Linked DNA regions of Mus musculus: region 1 is linked to region 2. Evidence: chromatin contacts called from public Hi-C data. All regions are on one chromosome and are shown on one strand. The core of a region is the stretch at or near the end of the contact, and the rest is flanking DNA. Distances in the headings are between cores, read along the strand shown.

Region 1 (4,933 bases), core at 647-3,146, 290 kb before region 2:
AAGATGGATAGCGAATTCTCTCGGGGAACAGCAATGGAAGAGAAGGATCGAACAGGGATGGCAGAGAAGCCAAGGGGACCAAAAGAAGGGAATTACCACTTGGGAAATGGGGAGAGATGACAAGGAGACAAGAACGTGTTGGGGGCCATGGGGGACAGAGAGGCAAGGAGTGAGAAGGGAAAGCAGGGGTTGATACAGGAGCTTAAATGGTTGCATTCTTGTTTGAAAAGAGGTGACGGCCAAAGAGAAGAAAAGGGCAGGGCAAGGCTGAGCATCCAGTGATGGTTGAACACACAGTGTTGGTAACAGGACAGTGAGCCTTGTGCACCTGTCACTCTCCACCCCCGCGCCCACCGAAAGCACGATGCATGTGAAGTTTCATTTCCCACACAGCTGCACACGCCATTCTTTCAGGTTCTGGCTTCCACTGCTCACTTGCTCTGTGATTCCCTGTTCCCTTCCTCTTAACTAGCTAGCAGCCCCTGGCTTGCTTATTTTGCCAAGAAACCCAAAGCACTCAGGGCGCCTTGATTTTCATCTCTAATATTTAGATTGCCTGATAAAAAAGTAAAGATCCACTAGGTATAAACATGCTTGTAAGAATACTATGGGATGTTTTTGCGCACGCGAGTGTGTGTGTGTGTGTGTGTGTGTGTGTGTGTGTGTGTGTGTGTGCATGGCACTGTACATATGCAGAGATCAGAGAACAACTTGTAAGAGCCAGTTCTGGTTCTCTGCTTCCACCGTGTGGGTCCTAGGGATTGAACTCAGGACATCAGACTTGGTGGCAAGCACCTTTAGCTGCTGAGCCATATTGCCGTCCCAAACGCTATAGACTTTTACAGATTTATTTTTACATCAAATCCACTTTGGTTCTAATTGCTTCCGAAGCTAGGCCACCTCTTGGGACTGTTGACATTATGGTGGTGTGTGTGTGACTTTCCAGATATCTAGAGTTCTTATATTCATACATATTCATCGAAGATTATTTGAAACAAAATTAGGCTGTGTGATTCTTATTGTATCAGGACTTGATGGTTCATTAATCGGATGTCATTTGCATTTCTGTGTGGACTGGGATTCTGGCCTGTGGTTGTGCCTCATTACTGAGTACTCCTCTTCTGGTAGTTTCAGAATCAAATCTCCATTGGTCAATAACGGATGAGCGATCTTGTAGTTTGGTCAATAATGGATCTTGTAGTCCGAGTTCTACCCCAATTACAAGCAGCGTGGATCAAAACATCTACGCTCTTCTGGGTGCTAATTTTGAAAATGTGCGCTATAACAGACATGAAATGAAAAAAGGCCCTACCTACTCTGCCCTTGACAATTCTGTTCTGTCCTGTTTATAATTTTTCGATGCTTGAGAAGGATCTTGACTCGTTTTCCTTGTGGTTTTTTTGTTTGGATTTTGTTTTGGAGTTGACTGGTGAAACCCAGGGCCTTCCACGGGTTAAGCACTGCTCTCTGCAGAGCAAGGTCCTCACCCATCCCACTGATATTTCCTTTCTACCGGGTCCTAGGGGTGGTGCTAAAACTTGAAAATATCATAATCATCGCTCTCTCCCCCTGTGTCTTTTAGGGGGAGATTGTCCTAAAAGGTAACAAGAGCATCAGGGCGGGAATTCAAAGACCAAGTTCTCACTCAGCTCTCCCTCCCCGTGATAGGAAAACACCAGTTTCCCCAGCTAAAGGGAATTGCATCTGAGCTTGGTTTCTCTGCTCTCTTTGCACTCTGGTGCACGCCGCTGTTTTCCGTGAGCCCTCCCCCCCCCAAGCCTGTATAACTTACGGTCCACACCACGTGGTCACCCGCACCCCACCCAGCTTCCCATGACTCAGTCCCCCACACTCATCCCTGAGTCATGAGAGAATGGAACGGCTTAGTAAAGCCGGGCACGCAGCCAGAGAGCGACAGAACGTGTCCAGAAAAATCAGGGATTCTCTTTTCTGCCAGAGAGGCACGGGTGGACACAGTCGATTCTTCGTGGCTGGGCTGGAGGACTTTCTGAATGCTGGCTGCCGGGGAGTGGGGGTGAGGGCGTTCCTCCCTGTGCTTGGCAGCCATTGGGAACAGGCTTGTTATTCAGCAAGCAAAGGAACTAACAGCCGAACTACCATGGGACCGACCATGGCGAACTTTCCTCCTATGTCTCCTTGAGATACCTTGCCAGGGTTTGCATGAGAAGATTCCCCCAGGGGGTCCATGGGTTTGAACACTCAGTCCCCAGTAAGCGGCGCTGTTTGGGGGAGGTGGCGGAGCCTAACTGGCACCACAGGGGCACAGGGATAGGTCTAGAGGTTTATGGTCCAGACCTGCTTCCTGGCCTAGCTCTTGGCACCCCCACCAGCTACTGACATGCAACCAGGCACTTGCCTTGCTGAGACAGTGGACTGGATGCCCTGAAGCGCGAGTCAAAATAAACGTCTGTTTTTAAGTCATGTATCTGATCATTGCGACTGCAACAGACATCTTCATTATAAGCCAGCCGTTTTCTCTCCCTGACTAATAGAAACTGAATTTGTTGAGCAGTCAGTGTGTTTCAGGCTCTATCCTTGGCACTTGGAGTATCTTATTCCATTCGGTCCTCAGACAACCCCTTGATAGACACTGCTGTCATATTTATTGTAAAGTGGAGAAACTGAGTCTCAGGGAGGCAGTCAAAGTACATTGCCACATATTTAAGAGAGGGTGATCTTCTGGCTTTGTGTATAACTGTGATAAGCATGGAATAAAAGTGTCTAGTGGATATTAATAACCCTCAGTTATATGAATATGCAAATGATTCTGATACCACGCTCCTACCAGGAGCTGTCCAAAAGTGAGTGATTTAAAACTGTGAATGTCTGTTATCTTACACCTTCTGTTGGTCAGGACTGTGGGAGTAGCATCGCTGCGGTTCTGTCTCATTGGCTCACATGATCAGGAGTGTAGCCATCTCATTGAAGGGTTCAACTGGGCATAAGTCCATTTCCAAGCTTTTCTGTGAGGTGGTGTCGGGAAGAACCAGCAACTCTCTGTGTGGGTCTTTCTTCTTCTAAAGCAGCTTCAATAGGTCAATAGAGAGGGAAAGAGGAAGAGGGAGATGGAGGGAGGGAGGGGAAGAAACAGGAGAAGGAGAGGGGAGAGGAAAGGAGATCTTGATGGGAACAAAGGAAGGAAGAAAGGGAGAGAAGATGGGAAAGAGAGAGACATTGCTGTAACTGTGTTGCCTAACTCAAAAGTGATACTCTTTTGAGTGTCTTCTTTTGGCTTCTGCCAAAAGTATCTTCTGCTGGATGCTATTGGTCCTACAAACCAGCCCTGGGAGAAAGTGAAGTGCATCCCATCCCTATAGGATCACCCAGAGTCACCTTGGAGGCTGGCACCATGGGAAACATCATCGTCACCCAGCAAACCTTTGAGGACACAGAAGTCCAAGGACCCATTTTTCATTCCCTGTCTCCAGACACCCTCCCAACCAAAGTCCAATGGAGAAGATGGCACCTCTCCAAAACATGAGGAAATTTTAATAGTGATCCTGCCTATCAATATCACCCTATACATTTTGTTCTCATTGACTTCTTGTTCTCAACAAATAAGCAGGTTTCATTGTCCCATTCTTTGCTATCCCGGACTGAAGATGTGTGCCTTCTACTCTGCCCTCTCCATCACCCAAAATGTGTCCCTCTGCTCCATCCTTGCCACAGTTCCTGTAGACTTAGGTGACTTGTGCTTGCCTGGATATCGGGTTTCACTTGGGCTTGGCCAATGGGAGTCACAAGTCAAGACTGAGAAATTCTGGGGCACCCATGCCTCCACAGCCTCTGTCTCTGTACCTTCTTTCCAGAGGTGGTTATGCCCACCATGTCTACTCCTCTTGTAGGCAATGACCCAGGACCATGATCAAGTTCTCACTGGACCCTGGGAATTCCACTTCCTCTCATCGTCTCTGCATCTCCATGCTCCAGGGAGGGTCATTAGAAGTCCCTGAATGTCTCATCTATTTCTAGTTCTCCAACCCACTGACACCTCCGTAAATAATAACTCCCTGTAAAACATCTCTCCTTTTAACCATCCAAACAGAATTCTTTTCTCTGTTGGGATCCACCCCCGGAGTGGACTTTGATTCCCAGGCCTCTGCTCCTTTGCACTTCATGAGTCAATCCTTCAACTATATGTCAGGGTAGATGAGGGCAGAAGGCTCATTTCGGAGACTTCAGAAGCTCATTGGGAACCAAGTCCCTTTGAGTTATGCGGCCCTGGACTGACCTGTCGCCCACGAGTAGACTTTCAATTCCGGAGACAGTTTAGACATTTTTTGGTAAGAAAGCAAGAGTATGACCTATCTGAGATGCTTGAGTACCAGGATTTGAAAAGTTATTGCAGACCGCCCCCACTATGCTCCCTCCTTCCCCAACCCATCAGGACTTGTTTTTTGGGACATTCCATGCTGTGTATATCTGCCTGTTTCATACAAGGTCTTTATAAGACTCTCCACTTCCCTTCTCGATTTCTGTGGAAACATCATAGAGCAAATCCAGGCATTTGTTTGTGATAACCTGTGGGAGAAGAGAGAAAACAAAGCTGAAGAGATTTCGGAAATCTGCAACTCACATTTACCCCAAGAGCCGCCCCTGTGTGCTGGTTGATCCTCTGGGTCCCTAAGCAAGTCCCTGCTAGTAAGGGGCTCTGGAGGGAGACTGGACAGCAAGCACCATATAGCCCAGGACAGAGAGGGCAGAGGCCAGGCCTTGACTTTAGGTCTATCTCAGTCAGTCACCACTGCATTTCTTCTGAGGCAGGAACTCTCACTGAATCCTGAGGTCACTGGTTAAGGAACTTTAGGGATCCATCTGTCCCCACATACCATCCCTGGGGTTACAGATGCCTGCCACTCTCCCCAGTTTCTATGTGGGTGCTGAAGACCTGAACTCAGTCCTCTTTCCTGCA
Region 2 (4,458 bases), core at 1,831-4,330:
CCTGGGTGCTAAGGTGCCCACAGAAGGCAGAGCCAGACGTGGGGGCTGAGGCAGGTGTTTTGCTGAGAAGGGAATAGGGACTGAAAAATAAGAGTGTGTGTTTTCAAGTCTGAAATGAACTGGGTTGTGTGTTTGCTTGTATTTCCTTTCCACTGTTCAGCTCAGAGATGAAACCGCAGTCTGGTTAATGGGGGGCTGGCAAACAGAAAATTATTCGTTCTGGCAAATTCAACTTGTCTTTTAAACTGACCTGAGATGTTTTACATTTATTTATTTATTTATGGTCTATAAAGCAGCTGGCATTAAGTCATCGTTGTTTTGAGGCAGCATCTTAATGTGTAGTCCTGGCTGTCCTGGAACTCACTACATAGACCAGGTTGGCCTTGAACTCCCAGAGAAGTGCCTACTAAGTGCTGAGATTAAGCATGTGTTGTCATCACTCCAAGTTAGGTGGCATTAATGTTGACAATATTTTATTTTACCCAGTATGCTCCATAAAATATCATGTCGATATTAAAACTATGGGTGAAAATCAATTGCCTCTAAGCCAGTGAGAGATCTATGTCAAACTAGAATGGTTGAGGGCCTGAGGCATGACTTCTAAGGCTGTTCGCTAGTCACCACACACAACACGTCGCATACTCAGGCACATGTGCACACATGCAGGCTCTTACACACGAATGCTCACCTGAACATGCATGCCATCCACACCAAGTCTCCATATCTGCAGAGCCACAGCTGGGGTCAGCTGGGCCCGCCCCTCACCCTACAGTCTTCAGTGACTTCCCATAACCACCTGTGAAGGGACAGACACCTTTGCAATAACACCTTTGTTGCCCAGCTGGCACACAGTGGGCAGGTAACAGGACACATGTATGCAGGGGAACAAGCCGGAAGAACAGAGCCTCGGGATGGGGTGGGGGCTGGGGGAGGAAGTTGGACTTTGCAGAATGAGATGGTCGGGTGGCGGTGGATACCAGCAACAGGCACTCCTCACTGTCAGCCCAGGATGTAAAAAAGACTGAACCCCTGACTGTTGTCCCAACAAAGAGAGGGCCTTGTACCTACAAGGCGACTCTAGCCAAACAGGCCTGGGTACAGTTCCGGTAGCAGATCCTCTCTGTCCTGAGCCCAAACCAGCTCAGCTGGCTTCCAGGACAGGCTTCTTGGAATGCAGCCCCACAGAGAAAGCTGCAAGCAAGAAGAGAGAAAGACAGGCGCTCTGACATGGCTTTTCCTCTCAGGTTGTCTTCATTGCCAAAGGCCCGGACCGGAGGACTTAGAGGTGGTGTGTACGGAGGTGGAAGGAGAGAGCAGCAGAGAGATCTTTTTGTAGTTGTGTGGCTGGAAAGCAATCTTCCCTGTGAGCTTGGCAGGCTGGGCCTCTCGGGGGCCCTTTATTCACTTCACTGGCAGCTCACCTCCGCTCTCTCAGGGTGCTGTAGGGGCGTGTGATGGCAAGTTTATAGACAAGGTTGACCAGATGGCTCAGTGGATACCTGAAGACTTGAGTTCAACCCTGGGACCCATGTGAAGGAAGGAGAGAACTGGCTCCCCCACATTGTCCTCCGATCACCACACGCACACCTTGGCAGCCCCTCCGCCACACTCACTCGACCATTCGATGTAATTTTTTTTAGATTAGATTAAAGTTTTGTTGTTGTTTTTTTTTAAATCAATTCATAGCAAGAGTTAGTGGCTTCTGACCCCTACATGCAAGTGACACCTCTTCCAACAGTGACTTTGTGCTTGTATTTCTCAGAGTCTCAAGTCTCTCCTCCCTAGGACACTGTCCTAAGAACAGTAGAAGATTTCTCTCCAATAGTCAAGAGAGTGCTTTATTTCATTTTATTTCTTCCTCCAAAGGCATGCTTATAGATCACCCTGAAATACGCTAATCTCCAGTAGATATGGCAGCTCACTCTAATCCCAGCACTTGGGAGGCTGAGGCAAGGGATCCCAGTGAGTCTCCCACACAGCCTTCGAGACAGGGCCAGTTCCCCATCAGCCAGGGTGAAAAATGGAACTGTGCATTGAACACACCAACAGAAGAACCCTGACTTGAAGCTTGCTCTCTCCCCAGCGTTAACGGCTTTAGCTTCGTTTGAAGCTATTTGACTGGGGGCCACCCCGACACTCAGTGTCCTTGTCTAGAAGTAGAATCCTAATGGGCCTGCTAGCAATGGCTCTGGGTTGACAGGGATTCATTTTATGAATGAAGTCTTAGATTAGACTAGATAAGAATGGTGGAAACGCTAAAACAGAGTTTTCTATCCGGTTTAAACACACACACACACACACACACACACACACACACACACACACATCTCAGCTCTCGTTCGAGATGACCCCTGAGCTCTCCTGGTTTCTGCTAATGTTCCCGATAGCCATTCACTTCCTGGTTGTTTGCCTCCTCGGCTCTGATTGGCCAGATTCCAGTTCACTTGGGAGCTGTGTTATGAAGACCTTGAAGGCTCCAGGAAAAGGAAAAATTCCCTCTTCTCATTCTTCTCTCCATGAGCTCTTCAGCCAAACCCACCCTTACCCTTTAAGACGCAGACGGGTTCAACCTCGGATGCCGTCGCATCCATTCTAGACCTATCCTTTGTCCCCAGATCCTGGCATCCAGAGCATGGTGTGGCCTCTCACACTGAGAGGTGGGGCCTGCAACCCAGGTTTTGACTCCGACCACAAGACTCTGCGTTCATTCAGTGTCTCCCCCCCCCCCCCCCACACACACACACACTTCACTCCACTACCACATTCATCTGTCAAGTGCCCTCCCCACCCGACACACAGACACGCAGACTCACGGACAGACACAGCCTTCTCTCCCGTCTCTCCCTCCACCCACGTCTTTTCCCTTGAGCTAGATCTGGGGGCGGGGTGAGAAGAAAGCCAAATGTCTTCCAACCACAGAGTAGTGACAGTGTTGTCCTTACAACACCAACCAAAGATCTAATTTTTTTTCCTTTCCTGAATGCCTAAAAGGAGTTGGAAAACCCGAGGGCACCATTGCCTTGTTTTCTGCTCAATGGAGTCTGGCCAGAATCCACCCACAGCTAAACAAAGCATCCTTTCTTGTCCCACTGAAGTTCTCAAAATCTGGCCAGCCTGACACCCACCCAGAACAGCCCCTTGACCTGACTCCTGCCTTCGTCCTCCATGCCTTTTGATGGCATTGTTCAATATTCAAAATCAGACCCAAAGTGCCTGTCCACACCCTAGTCTGAAAGACCAAGAACAGAATTTTAAAATAATAATAATAAATAAATAAAATCTGTGGCCTAACCAGTGGTTGGAGCGCCATCTGCTGGCCATTTTATAAGCAGCGCCTCCCTCACCAGCCCACATGGCTCTAAGTTCCCGTATTTCAAAGTCTTTTCGGAGTTTAACTCCGAGAGAGTATAGCTTCAGGCGTGGGAACTTGTGCTTTTAAGTACGTTAATATCCCATTATTCTATTATGGGAATACGCATTTAGGAATAAAGGCTCTTTTTAAAAAATCTTTTATTCCTTTTCTTTTAAAGCTATTTAAAGTCTCCATCAAACATCTGGGAGGGATGATCTCAGCTTACAACGGCTTTTATTACTGTCACACTTGTTCCTACTACCGTGATAATGATTGTGGCATTGTATTAATCAATAAATCATAACGAACTCGCTTTTTACACACTCTTAACACAGACCCCCAGACCAGTGTGTGCCCGGGTTTGCAGGAAAATTTATGATTCTGGGTGGGAGGGAGAAGGAGACTATAACACAACAAAGACCAAAATAAATAAATAAAGAGGGAGGATTGCTTTTAGAAAAAAAAAAGGAGGAAGCTTTTTTCTAAAAGAGACTCTCGGCTTGGGAAGGCAGATTTGGGACTGAGTTAATAAATGCCTCTCCTATCTGCTTAGTCAAAGGAGCTTACGTCCCTTTAGCTGGGATTTTTTTTTTAACCTCATTAAAAATCAAAGGGAAAGCATGGGAATTTTCCTCTGTAAATATTTTGCCTGTCCTCTGAGGAGAGAAAACAGAAAATCACCTGTCTCAGTCGGTGCCTTCTTTCGAATTCACTTTGGCCAAATACCTTAGGCAGTCAGGGTGATGGAGAAGAATTGGGGAAGGGGGGGGGGGCTTATGCCTGTCAGCAAGTGTGTCCACCAAGTGTGGGTTTGGGTAGCCATAGGGAGCACGTGGCATCTACCCCTTTCGAGTCTGCAGCTGCCACAGCACAGCACATCCTGAGGAAGGGCTGGCTGAGTCACACGAACCCTGTGGATTCTAGAAGCCCCTTTCCCTGGGCTTCTCTAGGACCCACCCATCACTCTGAGCTCTCCATTGGTCCACCATGGGGGATTTGGTCCACATTCGTCGGGTGTTCTCAGCTTCTTCATCAGATTCCTTCCTCTCTAGTTCTTGAGCTAAAACCCCGTTTATAAGAAAGTCAGGAGCCTGGGAAACATCTCG

The links. A called contact is a pair of places that touch in the nucleus more often than the background predicts.
Region 1: a contact with region 2 is called in a Hi-C map of uterus, with 4 times the contacts expected there. The contact joins two enhancer-like sites. A contact is called at or near these places in 9 of 484 Hi-C or Micro-C datasets (the NIH/3T3 cell line, adipose-derived mesenchymal stem cells, cerebellar granule neurons and 4 more).

What each region holds. Positions count from the first base shown.
Region 1 is chr5:119,164,909-119,169,841 of GRCm38.p6, reverse strand. No RefSeq gene overlaps it. Among named protein-coding and RNA genes, the nearest start is that of Gm7538, 33 kb to the left of the region's middle. Within about 2 kb of position 1,896, at least 92 of the 459 cell types and tissues checked have an H3K27ac peak or open chromatin away from gene starts, as enhancers often do. A contact at or near this core is called in uterus, where this site is marked.
Region 2 is chr5:118,878,768-118,883,225 of GRCm38.p6, reverse strand. No RefSeq gene overlaps it. Among named protein-coding and RNA genes, the nearest start is that of Gm42015, 38 kb to the right of the region's middle. Within about 2 kb of position 3,080, at least 33 of the 459 cell types and tissues checked have an H3K27ac peak or open chromatin away from gene starts, as enhancers often do. A contact at or near this core is called in uterus, where this site is marked.